Linked DNA regions of Sus scrofa: all the other regions are linked to region 4. A link is a contact called in public Hi-C and HiChIP or PLAC-seq data. All regions are on one chromosome and are shown on one strand. The core of a region is the stretch at or near the end of the contact, and the rest is flanking DNA. Distances in the headings are between cores, read along the strand shown. Region 1 has its middle 150 kb from the start of MAP2K6. Region 2 has its middle 180 kb from the start of KCNJ16. Region 3 has its middle 130 kb from the start of MAP2K6. Region 4 overlaps KCNJ16 (inward rectifier potassium channel 16). Region 5 has its middle 120 kb from the start of KCNJ16.

The links. Hi-C and Micro-C count contacts between places; a contact is called where the count stands out from the background. HiChIP or PLAC-seq counts read pairs in DNA pulled down with a chosen protein or histone mark.
Region 1: a contact with region 4 is called in a Hi-C map of subcutaneous adipose tissue, with 1.9 times the contacts expected there. The contact joins two enhancer-like sites. A contact is called at or near these places in 5 of 47 Hi-C or Micro-C datasets (embryonic fibroblasts, heart right ventricle, skeletal muscle and 1 more) and 1 of 2 datasets of contacts at active chromatin or transcription factors (skeletal muscle).
Region 2: a contact with region 4 is called in an H3K27ac HiChIP or PLAC-seq map of skeletal muscle. The contact joins two enhancer-like sites. A contact is called at or near these places in 3 of 47 Hi-C or Micro-C datasets (embryonic fibroblasts and skeletal muscle) and 1 of 2 datasets of contacts at active chromatin or transcription factors (skeletal muscle).
Region 3: an H3K27ac HiChIP or PLAC-seq map of skeletal muscle shows a contact between it and region 4. The contact joins two enhancer-like sites. A contact is called at or near these places in 5 of 47 Hi-C or Micro-C datasets (embryonic fibroblasts, heart right ventricle, skeletal muscle and 1 more) and 2 of 2 datasets of contacts at active chromatin or transcription factors (alveolar macrophages and skeletal muscle).
Region 5: a contact with region 4 is called in an H3K27ac HiChIP or PLAC-seq map of skeletal muscle, with 4 times the contacts expected there. The contact joins two enhancer-like sites. A contact is called at or near these places in 2 of 47 Hi-C or Micro-C datasets (fibroblasts and skeletal muscle) and 1 of 2 datasets of contacts at active chromatin or transcription factors (skeletal muscle).

Annotation. Positions count from the first base shown.
Region 1 is chr12:10,861,399-10,866,961 of Sscrofa11.1, reverse strand. No RefSeq gene overlaps it. Among named protein-coding and RNA genes, the nearest start is that of MAP2K6, 150 kb to the left of the region's middle. Within about 2 kb of position 1,606, at least 12 of the 83 cell types and tissues checked have an H3K27ac peak or open chromatin away from gene starts, as enhancers often do. A contact at or near this core is called in subcutaneous adipose tissue, where this site is marked.
Region 2 is chr12:10,711,659-10,716,941 of Sscrofa11.1, reverse strand. No RefSeq gene overlaps it. Among named protein-coding and RNA genes, the nearest start is that of KCNJ16, 180 kb to the right of the region's middle. Within about 2 kb of position 1,796, at least 4 of the 83 cell types and tissues checked have an H3K27ac peak or open chromatin away from gene starts, as enhancers often do. A contact at or near this core is called in skeletal muscle, where this site is marked.
Region 3 is chr12:10,882,055-10,887,561 of Sscrofa11.1, reverse strand. No RefSeq gene overlaps it. Among named protein-coding and RNA genes, the nearest start is that of MAP2K6, 130 kb to the left of the region's middle. Within about 2 kb of position 1,356, at least 3 of the 83 cell types and tissues checked have an H3K27ac peak or open chromatin away from gene starts, as enhancers often do. A contact at or near this core is called in skeletal muscle, where this site is marked.
Region 4 is chr12:10,388,184-10,393,256 of Sscrofa11.1, reverse strand. KCNJ16 (inward rectifier potassium channel 16) reads left to right here. Exons shown (of 3, transcript XM_021066712.1): 3 at 1-85. Among named protein-coding and RNA genes, the nearest start is that of KCNJ2, 34 kb to the right of the region's middle. Within about 2 kb of position 2,911, at least 20 of the 83 cell types and tissues checked have an H3K27ac peak or open chromatin away from gene starts, as enhancers often do. A contact at or near this core is called in skeletal muscle and subcutaneous adipose tissue, where this site is marked.
Region 5 is chr12:10,655,902-10,660,980 of Sscrofa11.1, reverse strand. No RefSeq gene overlaps it. Among named protein-coding and RNA genes, the nearest start is that of KCNJ16, 120 kb to the right of the region's middle. Within about 2 kb of position 2,635, at least 1 of the 83 cell types and tissues checked has an H3K27ac peak or open chromatin away from gene starts, as enhancers often do. A contact at or near this core is called in skeletal muscle, where this site is marked.

The DNA.
Region 1 (5,563 bases), core at 357-2,856, 480 kb before region 4:
ACAAAAGACAAGAGACAAAAAAAAAAAAAAAAAGAGTAGAACCAGAAACGGAGAAAAAAAATCAATACTATTAATGACCAAACCAAAACAAAAACTGGTTCTCTGGGCTGGTGATTTTTTTAAACATAATAAAAATTATAATAAAAACAGATTTTCTAGCATTCAGAAATAACATATACTGTTAACATTTTTGAATTCCCATTGTGGCTCAGTGGTTACAAAACCGACTAGTATCCTTGAGGACTCAGTGGTTAAGGATCCAGTGTTGCTGTGAGCTGTGGTGTAGGTTGCAGATGCGGCTTGGATCCCTTGTTGCAGTGGCTGTGGTGTAGGCCGGCAGCTGCAGCTCTGATTCGACCCCTAGCCTGGGGACCTCCGTGTGCCATGAGTGTGGCCCTAAGAAGACAAAAATAAAATAAAATAAAATAGCATTTCAATATTTATCTTCTCAACAGCAGTGTATTAGACTGCCTAGTCTCAGATGCTATTCCTGAGTATAAGCATTGAAGGTAGAACACTTAAAAGTGAATTTTTAAAGGAGCATGACCATCTAGTTTAATGCTGCCGTCTTGCATATTCAGACTTTGTTGTCGAACCAAGGTCTTTTTCAGAAATTCACTTGTTACCTAATGACTAAGAGTCATATTCAAGGCAGAAGTCGACCGTGGTCGTGCCAAAGGGTTGTACATTCATTTACAAGAAAGGTCACGTCTTTCTGGCTTAATTCAAAGGAGCGGAAGCTGGCTTGCTTCCAGGTGGGATTTCCTGATTGGAAGTCAGCTCTGACACTCAGCTTTGCTCTTTCCTTACCATCTTTTTGGTGTGAATTCCTTAAAGAAGAGCGTGATGTCGACACGTGCTGGTTTGCACACACACGGTGTGACGGACACTTGATCTTAGTCATCCTGTGCTGCTGCTGGGCCCAGGGGGGTGTGGGTGTGGGGTGCGGGGTGGGGGGGGGGACGAACAGGAAGCAGGCTGAAAAAATTGGAAATTCTTCCTGAGGTTCGTATCAAACATGAGTGTTTGGCTAACAAACAGTTGTTATGTGAATTATTCCTATTAACAACAATGAGTAATGATTTTTTTAAAAAATCATGTGTGCCTGCCAACCTTGAGTTCTAAACAACATGCTCAGGTCAAAGTCCTTGTTAGATCTTCTAGAGTTGCCTTGAAAGTGCTGCCCTAGGTTTGCAAAGGTCTTTGTTGACAATATTTTCACACGAATAAGCTCATACATGCTGAGATTTGGTGGGGCTTTCTGCTATTTCGGACCTTCTGGAGATATCTTTGGTTTCAGATTTGGGATTTAAATCCTTCCTGAAAAAGCAATGATGGGCTCAAATCTTTCATCCCATTTCTTAATGGGCTGCAATAAAATAGCAGATGTGGGTAGCCGCTGTGACACATTTAAATACATAAAAAAGATATAAAAGTCAGACTGTGGCAAGATAGGCTTTCACTCAGGGCCTTGTCCCCTGGAAGTCAGCATAAAAACGTCCTGTGGGCCCTGGATTAGAAAAATCCCCAAACAGCTTTCATGCACGGCTGGAAGTGTAAGACGTGGTGTCCTGGCTCTAGTCCAGTGCAAAGGGGAATTTCAAAAGCTGGTTCACATATTTGTAATTTTCCAGTTTGAAGCACACACTTCCTATCCTGGCCATGTGTGCTCTTTGGCAGCAGCCAGCAGATTGGTGGTGAAGAGGGCAAAAGCTTCTTGATCTCTTAAAATGGTAAAGTGCTGTGAGATGTGAAAATGGCAAAGTGCTGTGGGATGTTTTTGGACAGAGTTCATGGAGGTCATTAATTTTGTGACTCCTCCGTGGGCATGAGTGCAGTTCTAGACTTACGAGGTTTCGTTAGTGTGGTTTGCACTTTTAGTTTACTTGGAGAATCACGATAAATTATTGATGTTCTCATGCTACAGGGCAGAAGCCTTGTAAACTGGAGGAGATAAAAAGGCATAGATTTTCGCTGTTGTTTTAAATCCTGGTTTATGAGCTGCGGTGTTCTAAGTGCTTGGGAAAGCTGCAATGAGATTTGTTAATTCCCAAAAGGAGATGCTGATGTGCCAAGGGTGAGCAGAGAAGGCTTCAGAGAGCAGAGGGGTCCCAGCCGGCCTTAGAGCAGCAACATAGTAGCAGGAGAGTAGAAACTGGAGGATTCTTGCAAAAGGTGGGAGGCAGTGGGTTAAAAAGATGAAACCAAAGGCCATCTGACTCTGCAGCTGGAGAATGGTTTTTAAAAGTCCAGAACTAAATGGAAGAGAAATCTCCCAAGAAGCTGGATATACGTGGCGTGTCACTGCAGTGACTCAGGTAGCTGCAGAGTAGAGGTTCCATCCTCAGCTGGGAACACTGGGTTAAAGGATCTGCTATTGCCGCAGCTTTGGCTCAGGTTGCAGCTGCGATTTGAACTCGATCCCTAGCCCCAAAACCTCCAAATGCCATGGGTGTGGCCATAAAAAAAATCAGAAATCAGGGGTTCCACTGCGCCGTGGCGGGAATTCCTTGATTTCTGAATTTAATGACTGTGTTGCCTCCTTGTTCTGTGGCTGAGACTCAACTGATATCTGGTGACAGCACATGGGTATCCTTTGAGCAGCAGTAAAAGGGGTTGATTTTCCTTCCAAAGTCATTAAAAGAACCAATCTGATTATGGAGAATAATGATTTGATCACAACAGCCATGAAAAAACAGAGGCCCCACTAATGAAAATGACCTAGTTTAAAAATATTTATTTTGTTCATGGGTTTTAACGTTCCTATATTCTTATTTGGCAGACAGGGAATATTTATCTAACCCCGAGTGGAAAGTATTACAGGTAGTATTAATATAGCACGACCCAGGCAGAGCCATGTAAGGCTTTACACCTTCTATATCAGAAAATAGGTGTTCCAAAAATAATGGAAGCTAGGCTTTGCTCCGGTGACTTTGGTGGGTGGCTACCATTTGAAAAAGAAGAGTGAGTGAAGTTCAAGGCTATCTGAGAGCAAAGGGTACAGGGGAAAATTGCTGAAGGTAAATCCTACTGTCCTGAAATCTCTAAGGGCAGAGTGCATTGTGTCTGGTCTAATGTGTTTGGGAATTTCAGCTCTCTGAAAGATCCTGATTGGAGTGAACAATTGGCTTTGAATCCTGCCACTGAGATATAACTTGGAGTTTTGGGGAAATTTGATGATGACATTTGATGATTTTTTCCCTATATTTTTAAATTCAAGTATAGTTGATTTATAATGTTGTGCCAATTTCTGCCATACAACCAAATGACCTAGTTATACGTCATACATATATGTACATTCTTTTTCTCACCTCATCCCCCATCATATTCTATCCCAAGAGACTGGACGCAGTTCCCCATGCTATACAGCAGGATTCCATTGCCCATCCATTCTGAATGTAATAGTTTGCATCTACTAACTGCAAACTCCCAGTGATGACTTTTCTTACCTGGGAAAGAAGGTGCATTTGGGGAGTATTGTTATGGAGTTGGGGGCGCCAGTCTTTCTAGAGGTAACCAGTTTTGATTGTATTCATGCTAACCTCCCATGTAACATCATGGGGAATTCTTGTGTTGCTTCTAAACGAAGCAAGAAAACTTTGCTTATTCCCTGGTAAACAGGTAAGGCATTACGGGTTACCCAGGTTTCAGAAGCAGAGTTCTCTTCCAGCCACGGGGCTCAACTCAGCCTTTTGTAAAGGACTTGACCCCCTTTGAGTCTTGAGATTTGTTGTGCCAGTTTGGGCAAGGGGCACATGGACAGGCTTGATTGATTTGTGTTTATAAGAGGAAAAGACAAAGCAACAAACATACAGCTCCCTGACATTTATCTGGCCATCACCAAGTGTTTATGGAGAAGTTACTCTGCCCTTGCAGTAATGCCACAGGCTTTTGGGAATTTGACAATAAATTATGAGAAGCTTCTGGACCACCTCCCTTCCCACCACCCCTCCTCTCCAGGCAGGATCTTCCACTTATCTCTACCTGAAAGTCCCAAGTCAGATAACATTCAGGCTGGCATCCTGCCTTCTTAGAAACATCTAACACATCAAGGGGGAATACAGAGGTTGGCCCAGGCCGGAGCTCTGGCCTTGGGGTTGCTTGAACTTGGCTCCATGCCCTTTCTTCTTTATGTGTCCTGGGCCTTCACCGGCCAGCTTTGTCGGTGTTGCTGTTCGGGCGTCTACTGCCGGCCTCTCCAGGATCCGTGCCTGTCCAGGTGTGTGTCTGCTCCTGTCGGTCCGTTGTCAGGTTCCCAGCTTCACGGTCTTTTGGATTCAGGTCCTGTCAACTCCTGAACCTGTCCCTGTCTCAGCCTCACTTTGGTGACTCCAGTTTTCATTGTGGGCTCTAGAGTCTGTCCTCCTTTCAGCTCATAGCCTGATAATGAGCCATAGATTATACTTGTCAAGGCAACGTCCAGCTGGTTTTAGGCTGGGCAAGAGGTCATGGATGTCTTGGTGAAGAATTATTCCCTCTTTAGGGAAACTAGCTGCACTGTCCAGGGTAGCTGTGAACACACATCAGTGCTGTTATTCTTTTGTGGTTATAGGTTGGTGGTTAGGGTCACGTTCTGGAATTAACCCCTATTCTGGAGTTCCAGTTGTGGCTCAGTGGGTTAATGACCTGACATTGTCTCTATGAGGTTTGATCCCTGGTCTTGCTCAGGGGGTTAAGGATCCCATGTTGCTGTGGCCCTGGCATAGGCCGGCTGCTGCAGCTCCGATTCGACCCCTAGCCTGGGAACTTCCATTTGCTGAGGGTGCGGCCATAAAAAAACAGAACAAAACAAAACAGCCCCAATTCTGCCTCCCTGGATTTCCCACCTGTGTAGCTCTGAAGAGGTTATTAATCCTCGGTTTCCCATATGTAAAATGTGACTATGACAAATCAATCTCACAGGGTTGTTGTGAGGTAGGAAATGTATGCACCATCCTGAGCATGTAACTCATGTTTAGTAAAGAGACCTGGCACTTTCATCATCATCCTTTGGAGAATTAGGAGTGGCTAGATGTTATTACTGCCTGCTTTAGTAACTCGGAAGTTAGGACACAGGCTTCAGTTAATCCTGATGCATGATAACAGATATTTATTAGGCGTTTTCTGTGAGCAAAGGATTATGCTAAACATTCATTAGAATTTAAAGAGGAATAGAATGTGATTTCCCCTGAAAGAACTTACAGTCTATTCAGATACCCATCAAGCAGTGTTATTAAAAGGCCAAAGGTGAGAAATGAAGCAAAGGAGGGGCCAAGTCCACCGGGGACAGGGGGAAAGAATGGGAGGGTCTGTAGAACTGGGGAAGCTTCATCCAGTAGGGGAGCTCTAAACTGGTTCCTGAACGATGCTGATGTTTCTGTAGACACAGAAGGGAGATGTAGCAGTTGGGGTCATAGACATTGAGATAAGAAGGCTTGGCTAAGGGAAGATGGTCTTTTATATTGTTAGATTGTGGGTTTTCTTAAAAGCATAATTGAAGACCATGAATTGGCCTCACATGTCATGGCCAACATGCTTAGATTTTATTCTATGGCAAGTGAAGGATGCTGAGAAAAGTGAGGGT
Region 2 (5,283 bases), core at 547-3,046, 320 kb before region 4:
AATAATGATTAAATCAGACATCAGTGAAGTGTTTACCACCCCGCCACAAAGCAAGACCTTATCTACCAAAAAGAGAACAAAGAAACAACACAACCTGTTTAGGCAGTAGTGCACTTTGCCTGGGACGGAGAAGTAGTTGGTTTGGAAAACAGATGAATAAGGCTGCAGAGATGCTTCACACGTATTAGAGGGCTCTAGAAATGAGACAGTGCTTGGTCAGAACCTGACCCCAACCAATTCATTTTTCATTTTCACAAATGAGAAATTGAGGCTCCATATCATGGTGAATTTCCCAAGACTGCACAGCAGACAAATGGCAGCCATGGCTTATATGACTGGCGCAACAGTACCACAGGCTGATTTTTCTTCCCTTTTACCCATTTCATGTGAAATGCCTCAGAGCAATAATCAGCCTCATTATGTACTTTGTCCATGACAAGTACTGAATAAATGTCTCTTACGTGACCCGCGAGGAATGCCGTCAGAACTGATGTGAAGAGACACACTCTCATTTACACAAACTGCTCCAGTGCTGGCAGAAAAGCATTTTGCTCTTTAAAGCATGTTCCCCCTCTCCTTTCAAATGGATAGCCCTTGTATTTTCAGTAGGCATAGTGAAATGGAAACTTCCCACCTATATTCCAGGAACTCCAGGGGAGCACAGAAACTGTCTTTCGAGATGCTGTTTGGGGGGGTGGGTGTGAAGAGCGCATGTGGGAGAAGCTAAGTAGGTAGGAATTCCTCTCACTCATGTTTGTTTCAGAAGAACAGCCTCACTGCTTCACATTGGATTTCTGAGTAGCATTTAGGGGGAAAAAAGTTTTATGTTAAAATAATAAAGTTTTGAGAAGAACTGGATTAGTGGGACAGTAATATCTTTGAAGTCAGAGATCCTGCAGCCCAATGATCAGTATGACTTTGGGTGAGGCTTAACCTCTCTATTGAAGAGTGTAGATCATAACATCAACATACCCAGGCTTTTGTGGGGATTGAAAGGTAAGAGGTAATGCTCTGAGCACTATGCCTGGCACATGGGAGGTGTTATTTTTAATGGTAACTGCAGGTCTTCCATGAATATCACCAAAGCGTAAAGCATTGGTCTCCAAACAGTAGCTCTATAAACCAGCTCCACCCACCTTGTCATTCTTTTCTTTTTTTCTTTTTTCCTATTTTTTTTTTTTTTTTTTTTTTTGCACGACTGCCACATTTGGAAGTTCCTGGGCCAGAGATCAAACCTGTACCACAGTAAGATCAGATCCTTAGCCCGCTGCACCACAAGGAAACTCCTCAGTTTTTAAAGGTAACGTTTAGTAGTGTGTTAACGTCTAGACTGAATTAATGGAGACTTTCAATCCCAATTTGAGAAAATAATAGCAACGATAATTAATTTATCATTTGGCTTTTAGTGGCTTTTCACCTTTTAAACAAACCAGCAGGGCCAAAGGGCGTACAGTCCTCTCTTCATTTTACAGATTAAGAAATAGAAGCCCAAGGAGTGACAAGACCCATTCATGAAAGTTACTCTCAGTCTCTCTCCTTTTTCCTCCCTCTGGGTTTCTTGGTTCCAAAGCTGGACTCATTTTCTTATATAGAGAGTCCATCTCACTCATTTCTCTGACTAAGCGTGACCCAAGAAGTATTTAAATAAATGTCAGTTCCAATTCCACCCACTCCAGCATAACCTATGAGGCTTCCTTGTTCCATTTTCCCTTTTGGATGACCTGGATTTCCCCCCGAGCTGTACTTCTCCCTACTGCAGCAGTTCCTCTGTTCCATTAATAGGGCTTCTGCACCTGCTGCCACACCAGGGTTTCCTACATGTTAACAGTATCCTCCGATTTCATCTTGCAGCTCTGGTGCAGATCCCCTCCCTAAAATGAAACTGAACATTATGCTAATTTTGGATTTAGTCATTTTCCCACAGAGTTGCTTTCCTTCTGTCCTCCTGCTTCTCTATCCATCCCTTTCCTTCCCTCCCCATCCACTGACACCTGCCGAGCTTTAGAACTCTTTTCCTTTTGTTTTGTGGGCTACTACCCAGCCATGCCTCACTGTGCAGTATCGAACATGTTCACATATCGATCTTGGCAGGGGGACCAAACCAGAGCACACAATCAGAGTTCTCATTATTCTTAACCCAAGGAAAGGTGATTGTTAATAAAATTGGCAGCAGCAAGGGCCCATGTGATTTACTTGTTTATTAAATCAAGATTGATTGGAAGACTATATCTCACAGGCAGCCTTTTATGCACTAGGCAGATAATGACAAATGATGTGTAAAAAACAGTGTAATTGAAGGCAAAAACATTCCTTTGAGAAGGATTTTAGATGAAATTCAGAGTAGTTATTTATAAACATGGAGAGCAAATACTGAAGGGGAAGGGGAATGAGGCATTTTAGCAAAATATTTTTTCCGGGAAAGAGCAGAGAAAGGACACACAGAGAAGGTTAGCTGAGGCAGTTCCATGCGAGGGAAGTAACAGAAATGAGGCAGGGTTATGAAGAACTTTGAAAGGGTGGAAACTTGGACCTCCCCAAATGGGGAGGGATTGGTAGGGTGATGCGGTTAGAACTGAAGTTTGGAATCAACACTGGCAAAGAATTTACTCATGGCATGTTGGGAAAGATGGATGAAAGAATGAGTGAGATGAAAGCAAGGGAAATTGAGTCATAGTCCCCCATTCCAAGTATTCACTGCTGAGGGGAACAGAGCAAACAGCAGAGCTCAAAAAGAACTCATGACTGGATATACTCAATGAGAGTGAAACCCCTTTCTTCCAGTTCCTCTTTGAAAATATAAACAACATGCAAATTCAAATAAAAAAATTCTCCCTGTGTCACATTGAGAAACTCTCTGTTTCTTTTGTTGTCGTGACTCACTTTGGGACTATTCTTATAAGAATGCAGCTTGTAGGGATGGGCAGACCTGTTGGGGGAAAAACAGAACTTCTCTGGAATGTTTGTCCATTCTTTTAAAAAAGACTCTCTATTAGCTTAGATTTGAAGGGGGAAAAGTCTCAGATATCGTAGCCCAGCCAGGGTGAAGTACTTGGAACGTCTTGAAATAGCCCTTAAAGAAGCAATAGAGGATGCTTAATGACTTACAGCACCTTTCTTAACTTGAATCTTACCCAAAAAAGTGCAGAGAGACAGTCCAACTTGGAAAGGGGTGGGGTGAGAGCCGGCCTCAGTCAGTTAGTGTTCGCACAGGAATGATGAAAGATTGGACAGTTCAGGGTGTATTTTAGTTAGGGAGTGGGAAAGAAGGAGATGAGCAAAGCAAGTGGAAATAGCTCAAGTCAAATCAAATCCTGTGCTTCAAGCAAAATACCTTAGTGGTACAAAGCGTCTGCTTGAGAGGTTCCATGTGTAAGTTTGGGGCTAGTACCTCTACAATGAGTTCTCTTTCACAAACCTAAGATCCACGTTGAACTTTTTGACTTAGACAGACGAGGAAAACATGAGTTCTCTAGTTTTCTGTGCATTTACAGATGCTGTTGCAGGACTGTGACCCTCATTTCTTTTTCTTCCTTTTGCCTGCCTTTGTCCTTCCCTCTCTCCCTCCCTTCCTACTTTCCTACCTTCCTCTTTCATTCTTTCTTCCTTTTTCTCTCTCTCTTTCCGTTGTTTTGTCTTTGGAACACTAAATCCTGAAATATATTACAAGGAATTGCATTCAGTTTGTTTTAAATTCAGTGAATTATTTTGACATTCCTAATGTATCTAACTCTCTCTGGCTAGAAAAACACGGAGTGATGATGATCTGAGGTGAGCTGTTTGAAACGAAAAATTCAGTAGTTGAGTGTGTATGTGTGTTTGTGTGTGTGTGTGTGTGGAGAGAGAAAGAGATAAAAAGAGGGAGAGAGAGAGAGAGAGAGATTGGGTAGATAGATAGGGAGAGAGAAGGAGATAGGTTTTTGGCAGAGTCCTAGCGGTTCTAGGAAATGCATCGGTACCTTGGGGGCTGTCTGTGGGGTCCCTGAGCCAAGGGAATGGATATAAGGCAGATGGTAATTGAAGAGCATCAAAGCAATACCGCTTTATCTGTTTTATTTTGACCTTCTGTTTAAGATTCTTTTCTGGAAGCAGTCATGCTTTTGAAAAATAAATATTATTAAAAGCCATAATACACAGGCTTTCCTGATTTTTTTTTAAGCTGGCATGATTCAAGTATATTTAGTCCTTCCTAAAAGCTTTCTATATCTTTATAAGTAAAATTAAGCAGTAGGGTCGCACCTGCCAAACCTTGATGTGAGGATGGCTGTAAAGTGTTTTTTACCAGATTGGCCCATCATGTTTGTGATGATCTAACATACAGTTATGTGACACATAAATGATTAACTTTGGAGACTCCCTGGGAAACACATCAAAGAGCTACTGAGTCATCCTCTTGACGAGATGAAACCAGATAGACAGAGGTTCTAATGATTCTTCAGAACAGATATCAAATTTACACTGAGGACCATGGACAGAGAACATGGCGGGTGAACGTATGAGCCCCAAATCAAGTCTCAGGAACAAAGCCTGAAATGTTGCAATTTCTGTAATGGCTGTTTCTTACATGGGAAACTATGATCCAGCGTAATGGCACAGAGGCATTCATTTAACACTGGTTAAGGATTCTTGTAAGCCTTGCAGGGACGGCTAGATAGATTCTATCTAGAACACGGGAGAAATTCTTGTTACACTCCGTGGAACTAGAAGATTGTTATCTGCCTATATGATTTTATTCTTTTATTTACAAGTGGGTTATATTCCTGGAAGAAAGCTGATCTCTCTTCTTGAATTTGTCTGTATTCACAAGTTTTATTTTCCCAAGTAGATTTCAAGATGCTGAGCATGAACAATGCTGTCTAATTCTTTTAGATTCCTTCATATCACCCAAGGTACGGATAGACACAGAGTAGCTGATAAATATATTTTTGACTAATTGATAACGTTGAAAAGTCAGGTAATTGAATCAAAGACTCAGTTAACTCACAGTCCTAGAAGACTGGACTTGTAAATGTGTAAAAGTCTTTCCAATTGTTTTGATCATGCAGTGAAAGTGAATTGCATATTTTTTTTCAGCAGAGTTTGTTGTGCAATCTAAATTTTTTGGACCTTGCTTTGAAAAAGGTTGAAATGAAAGGCATGGCAGTGAATCAGCAAGCTAAGAAGGTTAACAATTAGTCATAACTTTAATAGATGAGACAATTACGCCATCTCTACCTTTTAAAAATAACCATATTTTTAATTAGATTTTAATCATAAAGGTCAGAGGTAGTGTAAGTTTAGAAAATC
Region 3 (5,507 bases), core at 107-2,606, 500 kb before region 4:
GGAACAGGGATCAAGAATAAGAAGCAAGACTACATTAAATTTTTTTTTTTTTGCAGTTATGGTATTATGCAGAACAGACAAGGGCAGAATTTCCAGTTGGTCTGGTGGGTACCCAACCTTTTAAGGAGACCACATTAAGTCTCAACGAAGCTAGAACTAGAATTTTATAAACAAAATGAATCATTGTGCATCCAGTGGGCATTAGCTCTGGAATCCCTTATCAGATGTGATATAGCCATGCTGGTTTTGAGAAGCTCTGCACTATCCTAGAATTTGCCTTCTGTGGCCTTGCCCTTCAATGCCATAGCATCAGTGCCATCTCCCAGGAGCTTGCTGACAATGCAGAGCAGGGCGTGAATGTGAATCGCAGGATCCCCAGGTGATTTATATTCACAAGGTAGTTGGAGAAGGAAGAGTGGTCGTGGTCTACCCATCACATCCAATTCTGAAGTTTCAATGATCAGACCTCAAATGCTCCTGTAATTCTTTTGACATTTGCCCCATGTTACAGACAAATGATGCCTTAGGAAGTGATAATCAGATTTAAAAAGTAGAATTTCTATATTGGCTGGAAGAATATATATGTTAAAGTATATTTAATGATGTTTGGATAAATGCAGGTTCCTTTTTTTTTCATTACAGGATTATTGAGAAGAAGTATTTTAAAGGGAAAAAATAACCCTTAGGCTCGAATAACTTTACACCAGTTATTAACAAACGTGTGTGTGCCATGGTTTTTTTTTTTTTTTTTCCCTTTTTCACCCACACCTGCTGCATATGGAAGTTCCCAGGCCAGGGATCAGATCCAAGCTGCAGCTGTGACCTACGCCATAGCTGTGGCAATACCAGATTTTAAACCCACTGAGCCGGGCTGGGGATTGAACCCTCACCCTCACAGAGACAATGCCAGATCTCTAACCCACTATGTCACAGCAGGAACTCCAACAAATAAATGCATTTTATGGATTCCAAATGGAGAGCTGCTTTAGGGATACACAGCACTGCACAGGCTTCACAGTGAAGGAGGTGGTTGGTGATCATGAAGTTTAGAGCCCGAACCTAAATAATTCTGCTTCCAAACTCCCAGTCTCTGACCAGACTCCTGGGCTTATTTGGGCCTGAATGCACCTCACCTTGGGTTTCCTTGCACTAACAGTGTAGTCAGGAACTTCCTTGGCAAGGGGTAGCTCTCCGTGTCCCAAGGGAGGCAGACTCCGCATTAATGCTACTTGCCTGAGTAGTTAGCTGAGCTCAGGGCGGTTCACTTTCCTACATTCTAAAGCAAGCCTGTGGACTGGGAGGCAAAGGGCTGTCCTTAGGCAAGAACTTGCTAAACCACTTGACCTTTTCAACAGCTGCAGAACTGTTTATCGAGAACATGCCATCTCTCTTGCCTCCTCCAATTTGGCAGTCAGGAGAGTCAAGCCAGTGACATTGCGTGCTTTAGAAAACTTTTGAACAATTCACAACTTTCACCATCAAGTGGATAAATTGGTCTCGCTAGTTAGATAGTGATCTTTGGAGAGGTTATCTTCTCCTTGACTCCTTTGTTGGAATCCACAAAAATACTGCATCGCCAAAGCTGCTGATTCCCTAAACTATTAAGAGGAGACTAGGTCAGTTTCAAGACTTAGGGCAAGTGGCAATGTCTGCTTGCCAAGAGCAAAGAACATGAATCCTGTGCATGCAAGTGAGCAATTTCTGGAAAATTAAGGAGCCGGTGAGTCTTACTGCAGCTTATCTGAAAATGATTATGTGCAAAAAATAATCTATGATTCATGACACACTTTTGCAGGATAAGCTGAGTTGAACTATGACTTGATAATGCTAATAAAAATGGGCGAAGAATTATTTTAAAATAGTGAAAGAAGTTGTGAAGCAACTAAGCAAGAGATGGAGCTTGAGTCGGTATGGAAACAAGGAGGATGGCTCCAGGCTAGAGCCATATCGGCTGTTTAAAATCCTGGCTCCATCACTTCCTAGCTGTGTGACCTTGGACACATGTCTTCAACCCTCTGTCCTTCAGTTTACTCCTTCTTAAAATGGAAATAGTAAGAGAACCTACTTTAGAGAGTGCTTGTGAGAATTAAATGAAATACAGCCTCTTGGGCACTTAGTTCAGGGTCTGCCACACTATTATCACTCAATAAGTTGCTCTTATGTCATCCTCCAAACACATCCTTTTTCTACAAATACAACTGAACAAAAATGCATATAAAGTAAAGATAAGTAGGAAGGTATTTTAGACCATCTAGCCCAGTGCATCATAATAATACCTGGCCTGTGTTGGCTGAACATGAAGGAATACACACTGAAGCCAGATCTCAACATCACAAACAGATGTTCCTATTTTTCAGTTTGCATGTCAGATTAAAACCTTTGTTCACCTCCTCATCTCAGAGAGAAAACCAACATTTTTATTTCCGCAAACTCTGCTTTATGAGATTAAAACAGTGACATAACCACTTCTGAAATGGCAAATCCAATGTATACTGAAAGAAATTTTCAAGGTATTCAGTAAGATTGAAAAAATATACGCAGAATAAAGGGAGCCTCCATATACTTGCTGATTTTTCTTTTTAACAACGATTAGGCTCCATGTAACAAAATATTATTGATGGCTGGAATATGCTCTAAATACTGAAGATGTAAAAATAACTTGAAACAAAAATTTCTTTGCTATTTATCAAATACTTGAGAAAGCATTCCATTTGAATTGAGACCTTAAAAAACATATATACTTTTTCAAAAAAAAGTTGAAGTACAATTGATTTACTATATATTAGTTTTAGGTGTATAGCAAAGTGATTCAGATATATATATTTTCTTTTTCAGATTCTTTTTCATTATAGGTTATAAGATACTGAATACAGCTCCCTCTGCTATACAGTAGGTCCTTGTTGTTAATCTGTTTTATATATAGTAGTGTGTATATGTTAATCCCAAACTCCTAATTTATCCCTTACTTCCTCTTCCCCCTTGGATTACCTTAAGTTTGTTTTGTAGGTCTGTGAGTCTATTTCTGTTTTGTAAATAATTTCATTTTTGTTATCATTTTTTTTTAGATTCTACATATAAGCTATATCATCTGATATTTGCCTTTTTCTGTCTGACTTACTTCATTTAGTACGATAATCTCCAAGTCTGTCTGTGTTGCTGCAAGTGACATTACTGCATTCCTTTTTATGGCTGAATAATACTCCACTGAATACATCTACCACACTTTCTTGATCCATTCATCTGTCGATGGACACTTAGGTTGCTTCAATGTCTTGGCTATTGTAAACAGTAATGCTATGAACACTGGGGTGCATGTATCCTTTTTTTTTGGCCATGCCTGCAGCACATGGAAGCTCCTGGGTTAGAGACTGAATCCACACCACAAGAGTGATCCAAGCCACAGCAATGAAAACGCCGGATCCTTAACCCACTGAGCCACCAGAGAACTCTGCATGTATCTTTTGGAATTAGAGTTTTCTCTGGATAATTGCCCAGAAGTGGGACTGCGGGATCCTGTAGTAACTCTATTTTTAGTTTTTAAAGGAATATCCATACTGTTCTCCATAGTGACTGCACCAATTTACGGCTCCACTAATAGCACAGGAGGGTTTCCTTTTCTCCACACCCTCTCTGGCCTTTATTATTTGTAGACTTTTTGATGATGGCCATTCTGATCAGTTTGAGTAATACCTCATTGTAGTTTTGATTGGAATTTCTCTAATAATTACTGATGCCGAGCATCTTTTCATGTGCTTGTCGGCCATCTGTATATACATTGTTATTCTACTTTATTCTCAGAGAAAGCACCAAGCATATGTCAGTGGGAAAAATGTGGCCTTTGATGCCATCCATACCTGGGTTTGACTGATAGATTTGGGATCTAGGAAAATTTCACGAACATTCTTAAGCCTTACTTAGTTCCCTCTGCAAAAAATGGGGAATACAGTAAGAACATTACAGAGAGGGAAGTGAGGACTGTACGGATATGAAATAAAGAATCTAGGCCAGTGCTTTGCATACACAGATAGTCCTTGCTTTGCTGGGCTAATGTCAGTGACCAGCGAACCAGGCAAAGTGAGGACGCAGTTCCCACACACATTTCAGTCATCATAGCATCATGCTGCGTGAGGACGGTCCCTGGTGAAATTTCAGCATGTGATAACCCTATGTAATTTGGATACACTGAAAATCTCAGTAAGAAAGCTTAACCTTTTGCTTTAAAAAGAAACATATCTGAAACGACAATAACACTATGACGTAGCATTATTTCAAAAATCCTCACAAGATATCTGCAGACATGCACCATGGGTGCTCCCATTTTACGGGTGGAGAAATGGTGCTGGATGAAGTCATTGGAGGATGCGACCACTGGTTGACCCTCTGGCTGGACCCACGCAATCAGAAGCTCCTCAACAATCCTGCCCCGTGCCCTGTCCTTGGAATATACATTCCACTCACAGTCCCACAGTGGGAGCCATTTTTAAGGATGTAGCTTTGAGAGGATAATGCGTTGTTGAGACCATCAGGACTGAACACGTGACTGAACCCCATTAGAGTCTCTAAATACACGTTTAAGGTTCTGGCGGGTGGGTGTGGAGATCTGGTCTTGCAGCACCCAAGAGAAGCCTCCTATGTAAGTTCCCTTCTTCCTAAACCTGCCACCTCTCAATCTGGAGTGGATGCCTCTTTCGACAGGCTCTCCTTACCCTCTGTGTTTGAGCCCAGTTTCAGATTTCACTCGGAAGCTCCCGAGGTTTCAAACCAACCAACAGAAACCCGCCAAGTTCAGTAACTGGACCAAGCTGACACAGCCAAGTGGAGGTGCTAGACATCTGGCAGCCCACAGGAGGGGCTGATCTCTATTGTGTACCTTTTAGATTTGCATTAAAACAAAGGAAATGTTTTTTAACTTGCTTGACCCTGAGAGTAATTTTTCAGTCTTCCCATTTTACCAAGGAAACCAGTGTTTTAAATGCGCCAATCTGGGAGAGCTGGGTAAGGTAAACTAGGACCTTGGTGCCCTGTGTGATCCAGAGCAGGTAGAGGAAAGAGTTGCAGGCCAAATTCTCGAAGATCCAGGACTGGCCTAGCCAGTCAAACCGCAGGGGCTCTGCAAAGGGATGGGACGAGGGGAGGCAGGTGCGCAGGTATAACACCAGTGGGCATGGGGGCAGATCACCAGGATTTCAGCAGCTGGACCAGCTTTAAGGTGGCGCTTTGTTTCATTAGAGTGGCGTCAGGCAGACTAGAGGTTTGGATCCTAGTCACTGCTGAGGAAAGGGAATGCTGGCAGAAATCTAGACTGGTGGACAGAGAATAGTAGGCAGCCCAGGTGAACTGAACTCATCCCTGTGTGTCTGATCCCTTATAAGGATTGTAGTGAAGCAGACTCTATAGGGCTGAGGGTCAGGAAGAGGCAACCTGTAACTCAGCAGTCACCATGGCAGGACCTGCAGGTTTGGGAGTAGGGCTATAACCAATTCCCCTGTGAGAAGGGGTACAGAGAT
Region 4 (5,073 bases), core at 1,662-4,161:
ACTCCCTTTCCCTTCTTCCCTCCCTTCCTCCTCCTCCTTCTCCCTTTTGCCTATGAGCAATAAACATGTTTTATAAATTCACATGTGGAAATCTTTTATTCCTGTTGTTTTATGGATAAGCGATCTCTTCAGGTCACAAGTTGCAAAATTGTCTTGAGGCTTAACATCAGAGAACTAAACAATCCCTGTGTCTTTCTGCCTTGCCTCAGGAAGGCAGAATCCGAGTTTTAAATTGCACACACCCTGTAGATTTGGGTTTTGCAGCAGCAGTTTCTCAGCCAGAGTACCATCGCCCACCAGCACTACAACCAACAAACTTGCCCCTTTCCCCCTCTTCAGCTTGTTTCACACACATCTAGTTTCATTCACTCTGCTTCCTGGACTCTGCCTATTCACAGCGGTGCTTTGTTAGTATCAGAACAGAGGCATCAAAGTCCAGTCAATACATTGTCAGGTTATGTGCCTCCCCTGTCCAGTGCTCTTCCCCCGCATAGAATGTGCAATCAGCAGTCCTGTAGGATGTTTAATTTTCTGTTTAGACTGATAACACATTTAGACACCCTGATGGAGGACTTAATAAAGATCTTAAAATCGTGCAAAAGTGTGTGCCTGTGCTAGTGTGAAATCTGCGGATGTGGTCAGAATTGGGTATGGGTGCCAAATATGAGACTGCCATTTCATTGAATTCGGACATAGGCAGAATCGGAAACCATTTTTATGAGTTTCGAACAGCTTGCAGAACAGCTCTCGGAATTGACAGTTAAGTGCTCCTGCAAGAATTGCAAAACGCCACTGTGCAAAGTGGCCTTTCTAGTTGGAAATGCTCTGTCAATGAGGAGAATATTTTTTCTTCTGGCACTCATCTTCCCCTAGAGATGACATTATTCAGTAGACTTAATTAGACAGAAAATAGACTGTGGCATCAAGGCAGTGCTCCACTGGGTGGGAAAGCTCCAGCCCGTGAGGAGGAAACATGGGGAGAGAGAAGGAAACACTATTCTCACGCGCCACCAGCTCGTCACACACTCTTAGGGGCTCTGCCCAGAGACGCTTAAATCCCCGGCCCCTGCCGCCGCCAACAACATGGTGGGTGGGGTGGATACTTTTAATTTCCATGCCCTCAAATAGCTCATTCTGGACTTGCTCCTGACTGGCAGATTCCCAACTGGGATAATAAAGAAAAAAGCAAAACCAAAAAGGAAAAAAGAAAATCTATGATTGTGCTTCCCAGTCTCTTGCAACTGGGGGTGAGGTGGAGGGTGTGCCTCTGTGACATGGTTCTGGCTCATGAGATGCTTGCAGAACACTCTGGATGTGACCTTTAAAAAGCTTTTTATCTGGGGTGGACTTCGCTGGGCTGGGGCATGTGTTCACTTGAAAATGTTCTATTTAACTCTTCGGGTCATGTGCATCGGGTGTAGGAACTTTTTTTCTACCATAAGCGACACCAATAAATGTGTGTTATTACCCCCTGTGTTCATTCCTCCTCCTCACCCAGACCTCGAATGTGGTAGCAGAAGTTCCTGCAGCCATCTCTTGAAATTAAGAATCGAGAACACTCCTTACAAGGGAAATTGGACAAGTAGGAAATACTGCACATCTCCAGACTTGTGCAGGGGTGACAATCAATATGATTTCAAACTGACAGAGTGAACCATGTATCTGGAGGGGATTACCTAGGAAACAGAGCCCGGGAAGGAAAAAAAGATGAGCTGGTTATGTCCAACTTGAACTTGGAAATGACATTTGATGGAGTTGGTCTCTGTGGAAAGCACATGTTTTATGGGGGAGTTGAGGAAGTGCCACTATGATTATAAAACAAATACAAAAGAATGACTTTTGGCCTGGAAATCCCTCCGAGACGCTGAGGGCTGAGTGACCCTGATAAGAGGATTGACCAGGCCTACTGCCAGGTTTCTCTTTATCTTCTTCCTTCCCTCCTGCAGAATTACATGCCCTGTTTTAATGGGACTGTCACTAGCACTAGTGACCTGAAAGCCGCAGAGACTCAGGCCAGCAAGCACTGCACAGCTTGGGCAGAAAAGCAAAACTCCACTGATGCTGTGTCTCAGGACCTCCGGGGGAGACCAAACTGCCCGAGTTCACCCACGTGGGCTCTGAACCCAGGTTTCATATTAAATATTCACACCTAACTCCTTGGAAGGATACGTGCCAAGCAGGTTCTCTGGACCACTCTTGTTAGTGATGGGGCACCAAATTCGACCCAGTTTAAAATATTCCATGAGTTCCATCTGTCACAGGCATCGATTCTTCTCTTCTGAATGTTCTGGGAGGCATGTGTATAAGCCCCTGAGTTCTTTTGGAAGCCAAGCTTAGCCTGTGGACTTCTAGAAACCTCCCTTCCACACCCTTGGTACTCTGTAAATCACCAAGCCCTACCCCAATTCTAAATTTAGTGTGGCTGCTTTCCCTGTCTCGCCTCCCTCTCCCTCTCACTTTCATTTTTAAAGGAGCAGTATGACCCTTACTCTGGAGAAAAAATTTTTGAGTACCGCACGCAGAATGCAAAGAGGAGGAACACCGATAAAGCAGGAGGGAGGCTCTTGGCAAATTCTCAGCAAAGGCTCTTTTGGATGGGAGACCTTTGAAAATGAAAGTGGGTAACTGAGACGCTGCTCTGATAATTCTGTGGCCAGAGGGCAAGCAAGCCCTCCTACAGGGACATTTTCCTGAAGAGGCAGAAGCCCAGTGTTGCCTGGACACCGTCATTCGTCTGCATGGCTTTGGAGCTTTTCTTCAGTAAGAAAAACCTTATGTCCCAGTCAATTCCCAAGTTCCTCTTTCACGGCTCTTAGTTTACTAAAGCAACTTAACATGATCCTGTTAGGGCTGTGTGGTTGGGTCATGAGATTTGGACGAGGGCAAGCAGCATCTTGCTACATCATGTCACCCTCTGCTCCTTTCCTTGGGGCATGTCCAGGCCTGTGGTTTGGGATCTTTTATACAGAGTTTGGAAGCTTAGGTCAACATGGCTGAATGTTTCAAAGTTTAGTAGACTCTGAGTTGCCGACCAACTATAAGGAATCTAACCATTCAACCACTTAGCAGGGGATATTTAAAAATAAACGATTGCCTTTTGCTGTTTGGTCTCATTGATTTATTCTGCTTTATAAATACTGCAAAGGAAAAGGATCCTGGGTCTAGAGTCTGTCTATCATCCCAAGAAAAAGCCACTAGACTGAGATTGAGGGTCTTCTAAATAATTAAGACCCCCTGAGCTGGGTGATCTCTGATGTCAGGCTCTCGATGGAAACTTTGGAGACCTTGCAGGCTGAAGAGAGAAAGGTTAATCATTTAAAGTTTTCAGCAAGCCCGGTGGATGAAAAGCCAAACAGAGAGATTAAGTTTTGCTGCATTCCATAGCCCAAGAATGCTTTTTCTCTAGTCTATCATTTACCACTGGGGCCTATAAAACATTCTTCATCACTATCTAAGTAACTTGAACTTGAGATAGAAAGAGCCCCAAGAGGTTCAGACCCTGTGAAAACTTCTTTACAGAAAGTGATCAGAAAACTTCACATTTTCACATAAAATGCTCCAGTCCCATGCACTGTGGCTAAAGGCTCTCTGTTTGCATTAGAAGTACGCGTTGGCGAGCAATTACTTCTTGCGTGCTGTGCTGCCTCTCGATGCTGTTTGATACCCGCTTTTCAAGGGAGGCCACAGGGGTAGAGTTAAGGTAAGTGGTAGCCTCTGCCAGTCGCTACCAATTCCAGAATCAAAGATTCTTCAGAACACCAAAGGGACATCAGCTCATCCAGTCAGAATCCATTTTATACCCAAGGGAAAGTTCATCTGCCGACAGAGACAAAGCCATGGAGGGGCAGCAGAGGAAGAAATCACAGCTACGAAGGACCAGGGCTCTCCAGAATCAGCAGAGGCCACAATCAGTCCTGATGCTGCTGGAGGTTGACACAGTTTCCATTTGTAATCATTAAATGGGAAAAGTGATCACTGCAGGACCCTTTGCTGGGGAGTTTCTGCCGTGGCTCCGTAGAAACGAATCTGACTCGTATCCATGAGGACGTAGGTGCGATCTCTGGCCTTGCTCAGTGGGTTAAAGATCTGGTGTTGCCAGGAATTGTGGTATAGGTCACAGACATGGCTTGGATCTGGCACGGCTGTGGCTGTGGTACAGGTTGGCAGCTACAGGTCTGAGTCGACCTCTAGCCTAGGAACCCCCATATGCCTGGGTGTGGCCCTAAAAAAGAAGAAAAAAAAAAGACCCTTTGCTAAACAGAAGCCCATTATTTTCTAGAAGTGCTTCTGAACAGAACTGTTAATTGGTCATTAATTTTTTTAGAAAGGCTAGAGTGTGGGCAAGGAAAACAATGTGGGAAACAGCTGGTAAGAAAAATGATGAATGAGCTTCATCTTCTCTGAAATGTAAACAAAATGAGGGCATTTAAAAAAGTCTCACCCAAAGGGAACCTTCCTACATGGTTGGTGAGAATACAAATTGGTATAAGTATGAAAAACAGTATGGGGGTTCCTCAGAAAACTAAACGTAGAATTACCATGTGATCCAGCAATTCCACTCCTGGGCGTCTCTTTGGAGAAAGCCATAATTCAAAGAATATATGCACCCCAGTGTTCATAGCAGCAGTATTTACAATACCAAGACATGGAAGCCACTGAAATGTCCATCAACAGAAGAATGGATAAAGAAGATATGGTACATATAGACAATGGAATACTACTCAGCCATAAAAAAGAATGAAATGATGGCATGTGTAGCAACATGGATGAACCTTAGAGATTATCATACTAAGTGAAGTAAGTCAGACAGAGAGAGACAGCTATGGTATCACTTATATGTGGAATCTAAAAAAATAATACAAATAAACTTACAAAATAGAAACACTTCACAGACTTTGAAAAAAAACTTGCTATTACCAAAGGGGAAGGGGTGGGTGGGGAGGGAAGGACTGGGAGCTTGGGATGGCATATACACACTATTTTATATAGAATGGATGGTCAATGGGGACCTGCTGTATAGCATAGGGAACTCTTCCTAACATTCTGTGATAACCTATATGGGAATGGATGTTT
Region 5 (5,079 bases), core at 1,386-3,885, 270 kb before region 4:
GCTGGCCTACACCACAGCCACAACAACTTGGGAGCCGAGCTGCGTCTGTGACCTGCACAACAGCTCATGGCAGCGCCAGATCCTTAACTCACTGATGGAGGCCAGGGATCAAACTTGCATCCTTATGGATCCTAGTCGGGTTCATTAACCGCTGAGTCATGAAGGGAATTACCAGAGCCTCATTTCTTAACCTCTATAATAATTTCTTCTTTTACTGACTGTCCAGTTTGTGCCTGGCCCTGGGTAAAGATGAATAAGATTTGATATCATTTTGGAGTTCCCTGGTAGCTCCATGGGAATGCCGTGGCTCTGGTTGCTGCTATGGTGCAGGTTTAATCCCTGGACCGGGAATTTCTTTCTACATGTTGCAGGCATAGCCAAAAAAAAAAAAAAAAAAAAAAAAAAAATTGAAGATTTGATATAGTTTCTCTCATCAGTGAGTTCATAAATTAGGGATAGAGGACAGGTATAGGAACAGATTACTATAAACATGAAAGGTGCTAGAATAGAGTATGTGTGTGTTGGGGAGGTTAGATAGAAGGTGAGGCGGATTGTCCAGAAAAAGTAACAAGATGTATACAAAGATATATCAAAATGAACAAGGAATAAAATGGGGCATTGTGAGGTCGAAGGGGAAGGCCCTGGAAAGGTGGAGAGAAGGTCCAGTTGATCTGGAGAACGTCTTTACCGAGTGAAATCACCTCCCCCAGGTCTTGTTAGCGATGAACAGGGCAGGGCTTCTGACATCAAACATATTCAAGCTACACAAGTAGCTACACATGAAAAAAATATTTTTACCATTGGGTTAAATACCTTGGTGGGGAGCCTGAGGGAGCAAATATTCCTTCAGTTTGGGGAAATCACATCAAGATCCCTGGGGGAAGTTGCCCTTCAGTTGGGCAAAGGATAAGCAGCTGGTCCATTAGGCACATGAAAGTATTAGAGCCTCTAGTTTCTCTTTTCGTTCCATCAACTGTATTGAATTATGATCTATGGAAAACACAGTACTTGCATTTATCATATTTGGTTTGAGGGGATTTGGCTTTTTGCCCTTGTTATGAGTTGTCCAAAGCTGGATGTGTTATGTTTACTAAACTATTTTAAAAGTGGTTGGTGTTATGTAAGTGGAGATTTTTGAATCATTTAAGACACTTGAAAATTCTGCATATTTGTCAAAATCAGCCCATTCCTAGACATCATGTTTATTTCTCAAATGGTGGCACTCTTTTTAAAAATAAAGGACTTCAAAACCTTCGTCCACATTTTTCAGCCATTACACAATGTGTTCCTCAAGCCTAGGCAAAACAATGACACAGGGAAATCACCGACCTTGCAGGGAGGGGGAAACAGCAGCGCAATTTAAAAGTTTGTTAACACATATTATGATTTATGATTTAACAGTTGGCTTCATTTGGCATTTGGAGATTTTCTTCCAAATGCAAGAGTCTATAGTGTATTAAACTTTATTTATGTATTAAGCAAACATCTTTGGTTGAAATGTGGCTGGCATATTTGACTGAGTCAAAAATGAGGAGATGACATATCCTGGAGACTGATAATATTTTGGGAAATATTTACAAACATACAAAACATTTTGTTGATTCTCCAGAATTTTCTGTGCCTATTCCTGCCTGTGATTTTTTTTTTTAAATGAGGAATATTGAAAATAACTCAGATGTCTTTTCTTTTCCTTATGATTCAGCATGGACCATATTTGTAATATTTCCATACACGATGTGGTGCTGAAACCTCATTGGGCCAGTATTAATCTCTCTCTCACTCTACTGTGATTAATTTGTCTATGAACATATTTTTTTTTTTCACACGTATCGTCTGTTTCCTTTCCTATCCAGTGTAGAGAGTTCCAGATTCTTGCCTCTTAAAAGGATGAGTTGCTGCACACACACGGTTCATAATGGAATAAATGTAGGATGTTTGTGGGGTGAACTCAACAGCTTCTGGATAAAATTTGAAGCATCTGCAGAACTTATGATTAGTAGAGCTTCTGAAAATAATGAAAGAACTCAGACATAATGAGGACTGTGGTTGGAGTTTCATCCCCTTTATCATCATTTACCTATAGTGCATTTGCATACCTTCTTTAGAGATTTCTACAATTGTTCCTTTGTGGGCGGAAGTAAATGAATTTATTGGTGTACATTATGGCATAGCACAGCAAATAGTGAGAAGGATGAATTGGTTTCTTCTGGGAAATTATCTTTGCTTTTTGGGAATCATGGAGAATAAAGGGTTACATAAGTATTGGGAGTTAAAGTATCAGCCTCTCTGATTGGAGGTCAAGTGCGATTGAAGATGAATGCTTATCAGAGGCTTTTTCCCTAAAACAAACAGGAAATGTGGATGTGAATACTATTCAAGAACTAGAGAGAGAACTTGGAAAGGACTGGGGGAGCATATCTCCACAGCCCTTCAGGAAAGAGACTCATTTTTAATGGTAGAACCACTGATTGCGTGAGTCGGGCTATTTCTGCAGACTTTCCCAGCTCTTACTCACCAGGCAGCTTGATCTTCATTTGATTTCCTGAGTAGACTTCTCTCCTAAGAAGAGAATGTGTTGAACAGCCAACATGAATATCAGTCTGTTTGGCAGTCGGAGCCTCATAAATTATTCTGTTGGTTCTTTGACACAAATCAGTCTCATGTGAGTTAGAGTTGCATAAGCTGGATTATTTTTCTTTGTGCCTGGTTACCACTGGCAAAGCTGGTTATTAAATATAATCTCAAGATATATATGTAACCAAGAAGACAAAAACTCTGGAGTAAAAAAGGATAATTGGAATATTTTTCTCTAGGTATCCACCCATCTACCTCACTCTGATTATTTAAGTAACATGGGCTCATTTTATCAACAGTTGTAGAAAGTTATTGAATAAACAATTGTAGCTCATTGTATAATCCATGGTAGACAGTGCAGAATGCTATAGACAGGGTTATAATGTTTATAACACTAGACCTTCCTTCTAGTGTTTTTTTCCTAAGCATAAAGTACAGGGTTAAAATAGCATAAATGTAGCTTATGCTTATTGAACACTTATGATATGTCTTTATATACTAAATATGCATTAACTTGTTTTAATCCCTGAGACAATATCATGACGTAGGTGGCATTATTATTCCATTTTGTAGATGAGGATATAGAGACACTGAGATTTTTAGATAACCTGTGCAGTGTCACAGAGTAAGTAGTGGAGCTAGGACTTGAAGGTGGTTTGACTTCATAGGATAAATTCTTAACCATCATTATGCTCTCATATTTTATTTATAATCTGTGATTGCCCTTTTGAATTCATATAACACACTCTCTGTGTAATAGTAAAGCTTTGAAAGTTTTCTCAACCATCAACCAATTGCTCATGATACCTCACCCTTAGTATCATTTTGCCTTAAGGCTCAAAGTTAAATTTGCTCATCTAAGTAGTGAACTACTTTCCTCCTGTTGGTAGCAAATCTAGGCTGTTTAAGAAGCAAATATGGAAGTTCCCATTGTGGCTCCATGGTTAACGAACCCTACTGGTATCCATGAGGACCTGGGTTCGATCCCTGGCCTTGCTCTTTGGGTTAAGTATCTGTGAACTGTGGTGTAGGTTTCAGATGTGGCTCGGATCTGCGTTGCTGTGGCTGTGGTATAGGCCAGTGACTACAGCTCCGATTCAACCCCTAGCCTGGGAACTTCCATATACTGTGGGTGTGGCCCTAAAAAGACCGAAAAAAAAAAAAAAAATCAAGTGTAGAACCTCCTGTGCGGTGTCAGGCCTAAATGTTCTCCGTGTCCCTTCATGTTCTTAAATTATAACATGTGTTATATTAAATCTTTGAAATTTGACAAGAAAAATATAAAGTTCCAAACATTCTCTAACGTCATTGCCTGAGTTGAAGATTAGTTCAGATTGTCCCAAGACAAGGAATGACAAATGAAAGGAGGGTAATAAAAGGATATGATACTGTGACTGGTTCTCTTTCAAAAAGTGCTATTCAGAGTACAAGTTAATGGGCTGTATGTAATGTGCAAATGTTCTTCACTCTGATCTATTTCTGACTGATGTGATTTTAGTCATTTCTTTGGTTCAACTCCACGTCCAGAAATGGTGGTCAAAGGAATGTTGGGATGAGGGAGTGGCTCTCTCTCTTAAGTGGTGATCCTAGGACATTTGCATGCCTGCCTGGGATTTTTGTCTTTTCTTTTGTCAGAAAGGCTGTACTTGTTTTGAGTACAAAACATGGTAAGTGAATTAAACAAGATGCAAAATTTTGACTATGGATCTGAAAACTGGATGCTATGTAAAAAATGCAAACTTTTGGTTTCTCTTCTCATTAAAAAAATCTGATCAATGAGCACGTAGAAAAAGGAAGCAGGGACTTTTAGAAATTATGGGTTCACTAAGATTAATTTTTTCAAACTTGTTTTGTTTTCTTTCCTCCCCCCCTCCTTGCCTTCTTTTGCTTTCCCCTTTCTTTCAAGTGATGCTGTACTGATGGAATGAGCAAATGCTTTACTTTCAAGGACTTTATTCACCCAGTTTTTTTGGTTAAGACCCTCATGATATCAAGAGAATCATGCCAAAGTAAGGTTGCCCAGTGAATCACTCCCACATTTGGGGGGAACAGGGTGTAGAAGCAGTCAATCCCAATATCCCTATTAGCATTACAAACTGTTAACTTACTCAGTGTCAGAAGGTTAGTAGCTTAACAGTAATTTATAGCAGTTTAGTAATAATGCTGGAGGTTTTAGGTAACTACAGCAATGTATGAACAGTATAAAAATATCACTGAAAAAAAGGTAGTACTAAACTAAGCATTGTAGGTGGAAGTTTACTGTCTATAAGAAAAGAGGTAATAGTCTTTATACTCCCTGTCAGAAAGATCACACCTTTAGTTCTGTGTTTATTTCTAGGGACCACTTTTTTAGAAGTACAAGCTTTCTTGGCTTGAGTATATGTAGAGAAAGCAATGATGGCTATCAAGTGGTGATGGCTAGACACTATTCTTAATGGGAAAAAAAAATGAAGTTCATAGAGTTCCTTTTGTGGCTCAGTGGTAATGAACCGGACTAGTATCCGT